Linked DNA regions of Mus musculus: all the other regions are linked to region 1. A link is a contact called in public HiChIP or PLAC-seq and promoter capture Hi-C data. All regions are on one chromosome and are shown on one strand. Each heading gives the region's core, a stretch centred on a gene start, on an enhancer-like site or on the middle of the called end of the contact. The rest is flanking DNA. Distances are from core to core; before and after follow the strand shown.

Evidence for each region. Promoter capture Hi-C pulls out the DNA fragments that hold promoters and counts their contacts. HiChIP or PLAC-seq counts read pairs in DNA pulled down with a chosen protein or histone mark. Capture Hi-C pulls out chosen DNA fragments and counts their contacts.
Region 2: a contact with region 1 is called in a promoter capture Hi-C map of pre-B cells, with 2.3 times the contacts expected there. The contact joins the promoter of Camsap1 here to the promoter of Ddx31 in region 1. A contact is called at or near these places in 3 of 39 promoter capture datasets (liver and pre-B cells) and 1 of 9 other capture datasets (liver).
Region 3: a promoter capture Hi-C map of liver shows a contact between it and region 1, with 3 times the contacts expected there. The contact joins the promoter of Ubac1 here to the promoter of Ddx31 in region 1. A contact is called at or near these places in 4 of 39 promoter capture datasets (hippocampal neurons, liver and pre-B cells) and 1 of 9 other capture datasets (liver).
Region 4: a contact with region 1 is called in a promoter capture Hi-C map of liver, with 4 times the contacts expected there. The contact joins the promoter of Fubp3 here to the promoter of Ddx31 in region 1. A contact is called at or near these places in 1 of 39 promoter capture datasets (liver) and 1 of 9 other capture datasets (liver).
Region 5: an H3K4me3 HiChIP or PLAC-seq map of embryonic stem cells shows a contact between it and region 1, with 5 read pairs. The contact joins the promoter of Tor1b here to the promoter of Ddx31 in region 1. A contact is called at or near these places in 2 of 39 promoter capture datasets (liver and pre-B cells) and 1 of 115 datasets of contacts at active chromatin or transcription factors (embryonic stem cells).

What each region holds. Positions count from the first base shown.
Region 1 is chr2:28,838,981-28,841,902 of GRCm38.p6, forward strand. It overlaps Ddx31 (DEAD/H box helicase 31), which reads left to right and starts at 1,426. Exons shown (of 20, transcript NM_001033294.3): 1 at 1,426-1,880. The coding sequence starts at 1,872. Gtf3c4 (general transcription factor IIIC, polypeptide 4) reads right to left here and starts at 1,380. Exons shown (of 5, transcript NM_172977.3): 1 at 903-1,380. The coding sequence starts at 1,247.
Region 2 is chr2:25,981,751-25,984,672 of GRCm38.p6, forward strand. It overlaps Camsap1 (calmodulin regulated spectrin-associated protein 1), which reads right to left and starts at 1,532. Exons shown (of 18, transcript NM_001372499.1): 1 at 1,032-1,532. The coding sequence starts at 1,188.
Region 3 is chr2:26,020,263-26,023,184 of GRCm38.p6, forward strand. Ubac1 (ubiquitin associated domain containing 1) reads right to left here and starts at 1,498. Exons shown (of 10, transcript NM_133835.2): 1 at 1,135-1,498. The coding sequence starts at 1,272.
Region 4 is chr2:31,571,235-31,574,156 of GRCm38.p6, forward strand. Fubp3 (far upstream element (FUSE) binding protein 3) reads left to right here and starts at 1,417. Exons shown (of 18, transcript NM_001033389.4): 1 at 1,417-1,719. The coding sequence starts at 1,636.
Region 5 is chr2:30,951,614-30,954,535 of GRCm38.p6, forward strand. It overlaps Tor1b (torsin family 1, member B), which reads left to right and starts at 1,388. Exons shown (of 5, transcript NM_133673.3): 1 at 1,388-1,610; 2 at 2,139-2,404. The coding sequence starts at 1,412.

The DNA.
Region 1 (2,922 bases), core at 176-2,675:
ACACCATGATATTAAGACTACATTATTTGTTCATGACCTGCCAAAGGATAAATAACCTCCTTGAGGGCAGGGGCTGTCTCTACTCTGATTTATCCCAGACTCCATTGGGCACCTACTCACTTGACACACACCCACTTTGACAGATTACCTACTGCATATACATACAGAAGGTATAAATAAAATAAAAGTAAGTTTTTACATTTATAGACTATGAAAAGGAACATCGCTCACTAAAGTAAACCATGTTTGAAAATGGTTACATTAATACAACAAAAATTAGAAACTCTACAGTTCAGGAGCAAACTTGGGTTATATGAAGTTGAAGGCAGTAAATTTATAGAGTTACAGAGACCTTGGACTTGGAAGTCTAAGCACCTGATGCTCTCCGAGGTTTTATTTTTCATCACACTTCCAGATTTAAGAGCTGTCTACCCAAGGAGACACAAGGACCGTTCACAATGAAACCGTCAAACAGGTAACGAAATAGATCAGTTTTTCTTCTCAAAGCAAAAGTGGCGCGAGAGGAGGGCGCTTGCATTACAGAATGAAAACACAAAGCCAGCCCAGGGCCTGGGGAGTTGGCCCCAGACAATAGGAGCAACGGTAGACAGGTCAGGGGTTGGGTCAGCTGCGGGGTGGAGTCACAAGAGTTCCAGAAATCCCGGGGCTAACGGCTCTAACTGTTCCATCCACCAGTAATGAAGGAATGGATAGCGGATCCTGGCTGGGGGGGCGGGGGTGTCTAGGAACAGTGAAGACGCTTGCACGACTTTTTAAAAGCTGCGGCGAGGCTAGCCCCTTCATTAAGAGTTGGATGCACATGGAATCCTAGAGCCGGGTGCAGGCCAGCTTCCCTTGGGATCCGTGGCGCGTCCGCGGGAGAAGCGGTGGAGGCGACTTACCTTGAGGAGGCAGCTGTTGAGAGGTGCGGGTACCGAGGTGCGGTGGATCACCAGATCCTGGCCTGGGTTGTGCACATCGCAGATAAGCTCCAGCACGGCGACGCTGCGAGCCGTGGACACAGACACGCGGTGGTCCTCAGACCAGGAGAGCGGCTCTAACCCGCTCACCGCGTATTGCAGCTTCACGGCAGGCTCCCGCCGAGTCACCATGAGGCGAAACGAGGCGCTGGGCCCGGGGGCCGCGTCGGCAGCCGCCTCCTTCCCGCCCCCTTCGTCCTTCTCCTCTGCGGGCGGCGAGGGCTCGTCGGCCTTGGGCCCCACCAGGGCCTGGTCCGCCTCGCTCATCTTACTAGGAGCGAGGAGGTCGGGTTACCGGCACACTGAACGCTCGCCACCTTGCCCCGGCCTCTCCCAGCGCCCTCCGCGCCCGTTCACTCCCCGCAGGCCCCGAGCGCCACCGAGCCAGAAAGGACCCCGTCGTTGCTAGGCAACGCCACCCTGCTAGATGGCCGTGGAGCTGCCTGTCTGGAAAGTGCGCTCCGGTAGGGCTGACCCGAGGCGCGCCTGCAGACACGCGGAGAAGGTGGGCGCTTCAGAGAGTCCCTTTCCTAGACACTGGGTGCTAGGTCCGACTAAGAGCCCACGGGAGAGTGAGCCTCCGTGGGTGACTGAAAAGCTGAGAAGACCAGCGTGGTGGCTAAAGGAGACCCTGCTGGGTGGGCGGCGCTCGGCCTCTTCCGGTTTCGGAGGCGTGTGAGGCCTCTTGTCTCCCGCCGGTGCGTGCCGTCCCGGCTCCCGGACCCGGAAGGGGCGGCGGCGGACCGGCGATAGTTGCGAAGATCCTCCCTCTCCACGTGCTACCTGGGCTCCCTGCTGGTTCCGCGGCTCCGCACTTGGGCTTTGGCTACTGTCTGCAGCACTTTGCCTGACCGGCCTTCCAGGACGTGCTTCGGACGCACTCAGGTCCAGATGAAGCGGGTGAGTGCAACCCCAGCCCGGGAGGTGCCACAGTGATCAGGTCCGGTCGAGTTCTTTAAGATGTCCAGAGGGGCTGCCGGGCTGCTCTCGGAAACACGTGAACGAGCGGGGAACCCCGCCTTGGGAGCAAGAGACCGGCGGGCTCCTGAGATTGTCTGAGAACTTAGGTTAGAATTGCAGGCTGTAGTAACTAGTCAAGTTCTTGAGACTAGCTGGGGGGAGGGGGGGACGGGACGGGGGACTAGTCAGCATAAGGATTGGAGGCTGGGTGTATCCAAGCTGGAAAATAATGCCTGAGACATGAGGTCTTAACTGTCGGGAGCCAGGTCTTCTGCTGGCAGGAAGGGTCACTTCTGTTAGGAATGGAGACTGGACTCGGTTCTTTGAGCTTTTAAACGGGACGTTTTCATCCACGTATCCGTTCCCTCGAGAGGAGAAAAGTGACTCTTACAGCAAAAAGATGGTTTTAGGGTTGCTGGTTTATCTTCTTGAAAGTGGGAAGATGTGATAGGAGGCTTCATCCCCCTCACCCAAAAGATAATAATGAAATACAAATTGCCCAGCCAGTTTCAGGTCAACCAATGCTTTTAAACTCCTTTGACTAACACACCCACTGCCTAGTTGCACCTTGGTAGAAGGAAGGAGGGACCTTATTAAGCTTAGAAGGTGATGAGTAAGGACTCTTCAGCAAGCCATTGGTATAGTTGAAACTATGTGGGAGGAGAAATACAGACAACCCTCCGGATAGTGGAGGAGAGGGCATAGGATTTACTGTAGGGTAGACCTGGGCTGGTATAGATGTCAGCTTTGGAATACAGTAGTCTATGTGACTTGGGGGGAGTTAGTCTCTCCTATCCATAAATAGGAACACGAATTTGTTTTATAGAAGATTGTTATGAGACTCCAATGGGATACCTGCAATAACTGCATATTGTCTGGTCCTTAGAGGCAGTTGCTATGTGCCAGTAATAGAAATAAAATCAATTGTGTTTCCTTTGAGGAAGTAGACAGCTGCCTTAGGTCAGCAGCATTGAATCAGGCT
Region 2 (2,922 bases), core at 282-2,781, 2.9 Mb before region 1:
CTGATACTAGAGCCTCCCAACCAACTCATTACCAGCACTATTTGGTCTGCAATGTTCCCAGAGCACCAAATCAGAGAATCCTAATCCTACTAAGCATATTAGGCTTCATAAACAAGGTTACCTTGCTCTTTACAACAGGAATTAACCAAAGGAGATGATGGTTTCTATACAATCTGTATTACACATAATGTATCTTTGGAGTATCCAATAACTTCTGTTCTGTTAAGTACCAAATTTCATAATATATAAACCAGATTGGCTGGAACTCTAGTTTGAGACTAAGTCTCAAACTATCCAGCCTTCTAGTCACCCTGATGCAGTAAGGAACAGCTAAGCAGTGGTTATTTAGGTAAGAGTCTTTCTTGGACTTAGAGGACCAGTCCAATTGCCAGAGAATAACACTGCACATGATAGGCACCCTCCACCCACCGAGACTCAGAGAGCATGGATGACACGCGAACACAGTCCCATGCCTGGACCGACCCTGGGCTACCTCAGCGCTCGCTCACCTGGGCCGCCGCCAGAACAGCAAGACTTGAACTGACACCACGCGAAGGCGCGCCTTGGCCCTGTCACCGGCCTCATTCTCAATCTTGGCTCTGTCTCCATTCCTTGTCCCTAGACCTTACAACCTCCTCCCGTGCGTCTCATCCCCCCAAGACCCGTCAGATCCCCTCTGGTCCCAACCTGCCCCGTCTGTCCAACGTCCGAAACTCTCTGCTCTCATCCCCCAGCATGTCAGTCCCTTTTCTGACCCCTCTGGTCTCATACCTGGTCGTTTCCGTCGGTCTCCCTCTGGTCCCATTCTGCGGCCGTCGCGTTCCCCTCTGGTCCCATCCCCCGTCGTAGTCCGACCCCAGTTCTGGTCCCATACCCCGGCTCCTATACCCGTCCGACACCTCCCGGTCGCATCCGAAACCAGTGCGTTCCCCGTCGGCTCCCCTCTAGTACCATCCTGGAACCGGATTCATTCCCCGTCCGTCTCCCTGTAATCCCATCCCCCGACCCCGGACCCCGCCGCGCCCGCCCACCTAGGCCATAGGCCTTCGCACAGATCCACTGCAGGTTGGCGGCGATCTTGGCCCGCGCCGCGTCGTAGCGGTCCAGCGGCACCAGGTCGGCGCCCTCCGGGGGCGCCTCCATCCTCCTCCAGCCTTCGGCGGCACAGCGACCGCCCGCGTCCACCATCTGCAGACAAAGGCCGCGGCAGCCCGGCCGCAACAAAGACGCCGCCGCCCTCCCGCGCCGCCCGCCCGGGCGCACGGCCCTTACTTCACGGCCGCCGCCGCCACCCAGGCTGCTGCATGCTGCGGGCGCCGAGCCGAGGCCGAGAAGGCGCCGAGCGGGCCGGGCAGGCGGCGGCGGGCAAGCGCCGGCCGAGGAAGGCGCGGGGCAGGCGCGGGGCAAGCGCGGTGCGAGCACGGGCCGGGGGCGGTGGCGGAGGCGCGTGCGCGGCCCAGGAGAAGCGGCAGCTGAGGCGGCGGCCAACGGGTGGGAGCTAACGCGCCGCCGCCGCGTCACGCAGGCGCACTTACCGCCCCCCGCAGCCCCACCTTTCTCCGCAAGCGCAGTAGGCACCGCCCGTAACACCGCCCGCTCGCCCCGCCCTCCTCCTGAAGGCTCCGTACCTGTCCCCTTCTTCAGATGCTCTGGGTACACCCTCAGCCCCGCCCCCAGCCCTGGTCCTGCAGAGTAGGCACGCCCCTCTAACCTAGCCCAGTCCGTGTCCTTAGTAGCTATGGACACACCCTCGGCCCCGCCTCTACTTCGTCCTCAAGGCTGCATACACGCTAGTCCATCCGGCCCCTCCCCGCCCACCCCCCGGCACAGTGGACACGCCCCTGTCCGGATCCCGCGCAGGCGCAGTATTCTCTTCTGAGGGCTAGCCTGTTTCCTAGCAACTTGAGAGACTAATCTCTGGCCTTGATTGAGCCTCAGTCCTGTGTGCAGAGACGTTCGCCTCTACCTCTGGCAAGGCCAGCTCTCTGAGAACTGAGCGCCCTTAGAGTCTGCACCGGTGCTGCATCTGTGGACTGAGATGCCAAGACGTCTCCGCCCGGACTGGCAGAAAGTGGGCGTCGCAGAGTGTGTGCGGCTCGAGAACTGCGCCTGAGATTAGCCCAGAGAAACAATCCCCGCAGCTCTCGGGAGTCCGGAGCAACCGCGAGCTCCGCCTCCTCCTCCTCCTCGGTGGGCACTATCAGATCTCTCAACCAGTTTTGGCATCTAAGGGAAATGGATGCCAGCCTAGGACCATCGTCGCGTGTGACCTGCATTTTAGTGCTTGAAAGGAGCAATAGTATATTTTTGAAAACTGGGTGCGGAAGGAGAAAGATGTCACTGAAGAGCGGACTGTGTGCGCACCAGCCCCTGGGAAGGCTCAGGAACCCTCCGGCCCGGGCGTGGGTGACCTTACTAACCATCATCTGCAAACTTCAAGGTGTTTAACTTCTGTCATTGCCAGAGCCGCCCTATGTATGAAGAAGGCAGTGTGTAGAGTGGATGTTGTACAGGTAGCTGTCCCTCAAGTCCAAGTGCATGTATGATGTAGTCAGAAAGAGCCGCGGATGAGCCTGGGCATGGTATCCCATGATTGTAATCCCTGCAGTGGGGAGACTGGAGGCAGGAGGATCTAGATGAAATTCAAGGCCGGCTTCAGCTACTGGAGATGAGACCCTGTCTCAAAAAACAAAACAAACAAAAAATGGATAGTGGCCTCATGTGGCAAGTATCTTGAACCCAGCACTTGGGAGGCAGAGGCAAGTGCATCTCAGTGACTTCAGAGCCACCCTGTTTCTAATCGAGTTCCAGGTCAGCCAAAACCACATAGTGAGACCCTGTTTAAAATAAAATGAAATAAAAATTGGTTAGGGCTGGGTACCCATGGAGAGACCGAAGAGAATGACATTTGGGCAGAAAGGA
Region 3 (2,922 bases), core at 248-2,747, 2.8 Mb before region 1:
GGGACTCCTTGGGCAGTCTAAAATACATTTTGTCCTGTATGTGAGCCTCATTGAGGTGAACCACAGACACTGAGACCCACGGTTACTCAACATCTAATGCACTGCAGAAGAGGGGCTTGAAACAGATCTCTTGGAGCCTGCCTGACATTACACACTGACTACACAAAGGCACACAGATGATAAACTACCCTTTGCAAGCAGCTGCTATAGTAACTTGAAGACTGCCTTTAGAGGAAACACAATGCTGAACTTTAACACAACCTACTGCTGTAGATCCCTAACTTTCCGAAGAGTCCCCTCTAAAAAGCTATCTGGCACTAATCTTGTCTGGCATGGTGCTTCCATAGGCTACCAGTGTCTAACAGACATCTGTTTCATCTTCAACTGGGAGCAGTTAGAGCCAGGAAGGCTTCAAGAACTAATTCCAAGACTTAACTAAAACTAAAAGGCTAACTATAGTACAACGTTCACTGAATGTAAGTAAACTTAACAAATGCCACTTGCTGGCAGGAGACAGTCATCCTGGACCTTCCCACTCAATCAACTGTTGCCCCAATAGAAAGTAGAAGCCAAGGAACTTGTCCCACAGTGACACTATTTTAAGTGACTACTGCTAAGTGTCAAGTCCCGGCCATGGGCTCCTAGCAGCTGGCTCCTCAGGCAAGGAGCCAGTCCTCTTATAATGGGATCTAGTTACTTCCAGCTTCTGGAGGAAACTAAAAGCTCATCCCAACAGCAGGCAAGCCCCAAGGCTAGAAAACCATGATCCCTTGCCTTTGCCTCTCCCAGTCTCTGTTCACTCTCGCCTTCACCTCCCTAGCACGTTGCAGAAATTAAATAAAGCTCGCTCAACAGCGGGGGCCAGATGCTCTTCTCTGAGCACTAGGTTTGTGATTGGAGGAGCGGAAGGCGCTGCCCAGGCCCGGAGGAGCGAAGGCTGGGAGCAGCGGGCTGCACGGCAGGGACTGGGGACCGGTCCAGGAAGAAGCGAAAATCTGGCGTCTAGGTAGAGATAGGAGTGTCGGGGCAACCAGAAGGCTGGGGACTGGGGCGGAGTCTGGGACATAAGTCTAGGTTTCTGGTTTTCAGAACGGAGGCAGAGGTGGAACTGGGTCGTAAGGAGCTCGGCCTTACATGTTTGAGGCAACTCTCCTTGAGCTTCTCCACCGATGTGTCCTCGGTCGCCTCCTCCAGCCACTCGGCGCCGTCGGCTGCGCAGATGTGCAGCCGAAGCACCTTGCCCGCGAAGATCTTCTCCTCCTGCACGAACATCGCGCCGCCGCCCGGGCCTGCACCCGCCGCCCGAACCAGTGAAGGTCACTGAGGCTGGCGGGAGGACCAGGGGCGGGGCCGGGCCGCCGTGCGCTCCTTCGCTGGCCGCCGCCGCCCCGCCCCGGCTCCTGTCAGCTCCGCCGCCCGTCACTGAAGGGGCAGGAGCTGTACCCTTGCTGCCACTGCCCGTGTCGCCGTAGCCGCCCGGAGCGCGCGGTCGCAGCCGCGCCGGAAGTGCGTAATGAGCGCCCGTGGGTATGCCGGGAAATGTGGTTTTTTTTTGGCAGGCATTCTGCTGTTGCCCACCCCACCCCCCGCACCCCCCGCCCGCACCGCGCCGGAAATAGGTAAAGTGCACCAAGGCACGCCGGGAGTTGTCGTTCCCAGGCAGGCTCACGGCCCCCTTACCAAAAATTAATGTGTGAGGTGGGTCAGATGCATACCGGGAGTTGTAGTTCTCCATATACCTCATTCCTTCAGCACCTCCCAGCCTTGTTACCTGATTTGCTGGTCTGTTGGAATTGAAAAGGGCTCCGGAGTCAAGTACACAAGATAATACGTCTGGGTCAGGGCACTAGAAATGTGTCACAGTTGTAAGTGCTTGTATGCCATGCACAAAGCCCTGGGTTTGCTCCTCGGCGCAGCATACGCCTGGCACAGGTTTATAATCCTGAACGTTTAGGCAGAACCAGAAGGTCAAACAGGTCATCCTTGACTACATAATGAGTTCAGAACCACTCTGGAATACAAGCCTGCATAAAACACATACAAATGCGCGTGCGTACACACACACACACACACACACACACACACACACACACACACACACACGCATGCGCGCACACACTCACACATACGGGATGGGGGGCCCTGGCTCGGTGGTTAGGATTACTTTCTACTCTTGCTGAGGATCCTGTGTTTCTCAGAACCCACAATGGTGCTTCAGAATTATCTTGAAGATCAGACACACTGTTGATACATATATGTAAGCACAATACTTACAAAATAAATCTTTTTAAGCTAAAAAAAAACAAATAAAAAATAAATAATATCATAATTATTAGTGATCCAGGAATGGTGGTGTGGAGGTAGGAGGAACAGTTCAAGTTCATAGTCATCTTTGACAAGATCCATGAGCTCTTGCCACAGATCTGTGTCTTGGCAGATGGTACAGAACTAAGCAATAAGGGTTGTGAGGAGTGGGTCTGAGGCCCCTCCAGCTGGTCTTCAAGTTCCCCAGGCCTCTCCCCAACAAACCCCTTGCTCTTTGTCCAAAGCCTAGGCTACTAAGCCCCAGTCTTCAGAGGCCTAATGTCCTCTTTCTCTTGGAAGCCTGTCATGGTGCCACCTAGGGCATAATAAGAATGTTTGCAAGTATTTCCACATAGCCCATTCAGCATCCTACCACTGGATATACTGAAAGAAGTACCCAGAGGGACACGGGACAAGTCCCTTCCATATGCTTGATCTGGCTCTCCAGGATTCCCAAGAGTGAAGTGAGCAGAAGGAATTGTGGAGACAGTGATCTTTGCAATGTGTGTATGAGGTCCCTTTGGAGCTGGAGACAACAGATCCTCTCCTCCAAAACCTCCAGGCTTCTATGTGAACACAGAGATACCCCTCAGAGCACTATGAGGAAGGATAGGCTGC
Region 4 (2,922 bases), core at 167-2,666, 2.7 Mb after region 1:
GCACTCACTGTCTAAGATGCTTCCCCTGTCCTCATTGGACAAAATTCTTTACGTATTCATTGAACAGATACCAAGCGCCAACCAAATCAACAGGGGGTTTGTAATAAGTGTTAGATAAAGAGACCCTGGATAGAAGAACATCCCATTTCTACTCATCAGGGCCAGCCAGTTGGGAGTATGGAAGAGTGGACAGTGTTTCCTCAGAGGTTGGTAGGACAAACGTCAAGTAGGGCCAAGTCTGTCCTGAAGATTGAAACTCTGTGTTTGCTAAACTCAAGCATAGATGAAGTGAAAACTCTCCACCATCCAGAGTGCCAGCTTGGTCTCCCCTACGGGTTTGGAAATGATCTGTCTAAAGTGATCAACCTGTGCAGTTTGGCCAGCTTCTTTGATTTTGCCATAATCTAGGAATCATTCAGAGTCAGCGATATTCAACTTAGAATTAGTTTCCTAAGCATCTGCTATGTGCCAAACTCTAGGAATCCAAGAAAAAAAAAAAACGAGAGCCTCAGGGTTGATGAGGTGGCTCCGCGGTGTGGGTGTTTGCTGCCAGACCTGATAACCTGTTTGATTCCCGGGACCCATATGGTGGAAGTATATAACCAACTCTAGGGAGTTGTCCTCTGACTTTCACATGTATGTGGTGACACATTCTACACGCACACACTGAAACGAAGAATGGAAGGAAAGAATAGTAAATTGAGTTTCAAGTAGCTAGCTGCGGGTGACCTAGAACATGACCTTGAACTCCTGAACTTCCGTACAAACCCACTGCCCATACATATTGGCACAGTGGGGTGTAACTTTTTGTTCTGACGGAGGCAGGGGGTTCTGAAGTGAGACTCCCCCCTTTTCCTTCCCCTCAAGCATTCAAACATTCCTAAAGATCTCTTGCCTCAGCAGGCCCGGAAGCAATGATGGTCCCACGGTATTTCCTGTTACCCGGGTGAAAGAATGTGAAAGAGGACACCAGGCTTCTTTTGAGCAGTGTCATCAAACCGATCCTTGGCAAACTGATGGCCCATTCTGGAGCCTGGGACTCCCTGCAGCAAAGGCGGAGCCCTGCCGTACTAAGGGTCCTAGTACCAAGTAAGGTGCTCAATCTCAGTCAATGCAGCACACCACGACCCCACTTCGAGAGGGAGGGGGCTGCCAGTGCACCTCGACGGCTTGGGTAAGGTGTTGGAAGAGCCAAGTCCAAGTTTCTCCTCCGTCAGGTGGCAAAACCACACAGCGGGGGACTATAAGGCCGCACCTGCGCCGCGGTGGCGGTCCCACGCTTGCTAAAGGCCTGGGGCCCACGCCTTTGGAGGGCGGGGTCGCAACCTGGTCTTTTTGACGGACATCTGCCTGTGCCCAGGGCAGGCCCCCCTCGCGCCACGGCCACGCCCCCACTTCCGGCCGGACAGCGGTCACGTGCTTTGAGACCCCGCCTCACAGACGCTGCTTTCCCCCAACCTATCTCTCTCTCTCTCTCTCTCTCTCTCTCTGTCTCCCTCTGAGCTAGCAGTGCCTTCCCTTCGCTTCCCTTCCGCCGGAAGTGGGGCGACTTTCCCTTTCCGGCTACGGGTCCCGGAGCGGAGTGGGAGGCCGGACCGGGGGAGCCGAGCGACGGCGGTGGCGGTGGGCTTGGCTATGGCGGAGCTGGTGCAGGGGCAGAGCGCTCCGGTGGGCATGAAGGCTGAGGGCTTTGTGGATGCCCTGCACCGGGTCCGGCAGGTACGGGCGCGGGAGGCCGGGGGCGGGAGGCCGCTGCGCCGACGCCTCCGGTGGGCGCCTAGGGCCGCGAGTCGCGGGAGGCCCGGGCGGTTCCCTCGGGAGCTCCGGGGCCAGAGGAAGCTTTTGCCAAGCGCTCCTGGCGCCCGCGCGCCCGACTGCACCCAGCGGCCTGCTCTCCATGATTCAGATCCCAGCAGGTCCTGGTTGTAGACCCCAGGCATCCATCTCACGCCCTGGACGTGGCTTCTGCAGCTTTGGGAAACCTCGCCTTCCACTTAATGCATTTCAAGCATATTGGAAGAAATTCGAGGATATTTTATATTTGAAATTCTCTATTTTGCAGAGAGAAGGGGAGGTGTTAAGTGGGTGGTCCTCGAGAGTTCCTTCTGGCGATTAGTCTTAACTCTACTGGGAAGAGTGTGGGATGGACTCGTTCGGACCGTGAAACTACCATCTGGCAATATTGTGCGTTTTGTCAGTGAAACTGGCTTTTTAGAGGACTTAGGCTTCTCTGAATGAATATGGGACCTCTCTGGCTCCTGGCATGGTGCCTAGTACAAAATTGTCCTTGTATTTTGCCTGAAACTTAGTGACAAGTTACCCCGACGCTCAAACTTTCCTCTATCCAGTGATGTTTATCTTCTCTGACTTTGTCAACTCTCTGGTTCTTTGAAAGTCGGGCTGTGTAACTAATGACGGTTTGGTTCCTAGTAGAATACCTGCCACAGGACTCATTGTTGGGAGAGTTTGACCGGTCACGTGAAAATGGGGTCTTTTCATCACTTTCCAGTAGTCCTTCGAGGAAACCCTACCTGTCTCCCCTATACTTTGCATATTAATACTGATGGTTCTGTAGACATTGTTTTATAACCTACCACAAATGTTGGACTCACCCAAAAGTTTCTCTGGTGGGTTGTTACTGCCTAGTTGGAGCAGTGAGTATCCAATAGTGTGATGATACTTCAGTTACTCCATGATTGTAATGGATGACCTTGCGCCCAGCTCCGCATCCACCGCTCTGCTCATGGGCATGGTTTTCCTTTGCTGGACAAGACCCTGAACCCTGTTTTTCACTAGTTGGTAAGATGTACTGGATCTCTCTCAATGCTAGAGTGTCAGAGCCATCTTGTTGGCTTTCTTCGACCACTAACAATTACAGTCGCTGCTTTAGGAAGCTCAGGGCCTCCTTAGTTGAATGTAAAA
Region 5 (2,922 bases), core at 138-2,637, 2.1 Mb after region 1:
ATCTATTTCCTTGGGGAATGATCTTCAAGTTGGCTGTATTGTCCCTATTAAAAGCCTGTGGCAGCCAGGCGGTGGTGGCGCACACCTTTAATCCCAGCACTTGGGAGGCAGAGGCAGGCGGATTTCTGAGTTCGAGGCCAGCCTGGTCTACAGAGTGAGTTCAAGGACAGCCAGGGCTCCGCAGAGAAACCCTGTCCCAAAAACAAAACAAAACAAAACACCCAAACAAACAAACAAACAAAAAGGAAAAAAGCCTGTGGCTTCAAATTCTATATCAAGTTGATATAATGAAGGCGTGTGGAGGAGTAATCACACATTTCAGACGGGCTGTTTACAAACTCTACTCTTTACATAAACCACACCACTGCTTGTTTTCTGCATGACCAACTTCGTCGGTTTTTGATTAATACCTCTAATCTTCAGCATAGGCAAAGGCTTTCCCTGCCCCACAGTACCTGGACTTTGATGACTCAGTAGTCCTTGTCCCCTTGCTTGCCTCCCCTACAGCCTGTGTGTCCTGAAAGGCAGGACCAACTCTACTCCATGGATGAATTCCCAGCGGGCAACCTGGGGCCCACTGTGTGGTATGCGCATAGACAAATGTCTGTCTCCCTTGTGAATCCCCCACAGGTGTCCCTATGTGCGTTACATCCCTAGTGCTCAGCCCTGTCTCTCTCACAACAAGCACACATTATTGTTGCTATTATTATTATTATTATTTTATTTATTTATGTATTATCTTATATGTATGTGCACGCCTGAGCTTCTGTACAGCACCGTATACGTGGAGGTGCCCACAAAGCTCGGAGGAAAAGTTCTGGAGGTACAGGCAATCATAAGCCACCAGATGTGGATGCTGGGAGCCCAATCTGGGCTTTTGATTTTTATGTGTGCATAATTTTCCAATAATTTTATTATGTTGTGTGTATGATTGTTTTGCTTGCGTGTATGTCTGTGTCCCGTGTGTGTGTGTGCAGTGCTTACAGAGGCCAAAAGAGAGTGGCAGAACCCCTGGAACTGGTTAGAGACCGTCACAAAACAGGAATGTGGGTGCTTGGAAGTGAACCCAGGTCCTCAGGAAGAGCTAGTCAGTGCCCCTAACAACTGATCCATCTCTGCGTTCTCTCCCTCTCTCCGTCTCCTGTGTGTGTGTGTGTGTGTGTGTGTGTGTGTTTGTATAACAAACCAACCAACAAACAAACAGGACCTCTAAAAGATAGGAATGAAATTCCTTTAATGGTCTCTAGAGGGTTTCCTGACACTCACAACGTTGGTGACAATAATCTCCCCGCCCCTTTCCAACAAGGCGGCTTTCTAGCTAAGCGGAAGTGACAGCGCCGTACCGGAAGTTCAGTCCCTGGGACTGAATCCTGCGCTCGGAGCGCAGCCGCACGGTGCTTCCCTGCGTGCGATGAGACGAATCGGAGCGTTTGGGGGCTCCACGGCCCTGTGGGCGCTGCTGGCCGCCCACGTGGCGGGGGCGTTCGAGCCCGTAAGCGTGGGCATCGCCATCGGGGCCGTGTCGGCGCTCACCGGCTACCTGTCCTATACCGATTTCTACTGCCGCTTCACCGAGTGCTGCCATGAGGAACGGCCCCTCAACACGTCGGGTATGTGCCCGCGGGCCGGTCGGGGCGGGCGGGAGGGCACTGGGAGCTTGGCTCCCGCTCCTGCTGGATGCGGCGCCGCGGGAGACACACACGGCCGGGACCTCGCCACACCTTTGCAGGCCTTGCAATGACCACCTGGAGAACTGAACGCAACGGGGCCAGCTGGTGCGCCCCGCCAGGGGGTGCCAGGCGTGGAGCTCCATCCAGAAAGCCCGCCTGTTGCTCTTGCTGTTTGTTTGTTTTTTTTTCGAGCCATCAGGGGTGGCGGGAAAGCTAGCCCGGAGCACAGCCGCCAAATGGTTCTTCCCTGGATGAAAGAATCTGTGTAGCTTGTTTGACATTTAGATGTTAAGGAGAACTGGCACTTAAGGATCTGACTGTAGGTCCTTATGATTCTGGCTCTGATCTGTGAGATCTCTGCATTTTTCATCCCTTCTGGCCCTGCTGGATCAGTCGCTAACTGTGCCTCTGACTCAGGTACTTTTTTAACCTGTGTTTTTCTCTTTGTTCCGGTGCGGGCCTCCGCAGCCCTCAAGCTGGACTTGGAAGAGAAGCTGTTTGGACAGCACCTTGCCACCGAAGTGATTCTCAAGGCATTGACTGGCTTCAGGAACAACAAAAATTCCAAGAAACCATTGACTCTGTCCTTGCACGGCTGGGCTGGCACGGGCAAGAATTTTATCAGCCAGATTGTGGCTGAAAACCTTTATCCAAAAGGCCTGAAGAGTAACTTTGTCCACCTGTTCGTCTCTACTTTGCACTTCCCTCATGAGCAGAAGATAAAGGTGTACCAGGCAAGAAAACCTACCGATTTTTGATCATATGCCTGGGGTACTTTACTCAGTAGCTCTGGCCTCTGCTTTTCTTTCTCTGCCTTGAAGTGCTCCATCTGGCCTCTGCTTTGCTTTCTGCTATTTATTTGACTGAGTTTTACTGTGTAGGTCTGGCAGGCCTGGAACTCACAGAGATCTACCTACCTCTGCCCTCCAAAGGCTGGGATTAAATGCCTAGCCTCTCTTTATTTATACTTTCTGAGACAGTGCCTCATCGTGTAGTCCAGGCTGGCTTTGGTGTTAGGGATCCAGCTTTCTGAGGGCTGAGATCAACAGGCATCTATCAATTTGCCCAGTTTATGGCATGTGGGAGAGAGGGTGGTTTTAGACAGGGTCTAATGTAGCCCAGGTTGGCTTCAAACTCACTATAAATAGCAGAGGCTGGCTTTGAACTTCTGATCCTCCTACCTTCAACTTCCAAGTGCTGGGATTATAGGTGTGTCCCATCTTCTTTGTTTCTAAAATTGCTATTCCAAAAT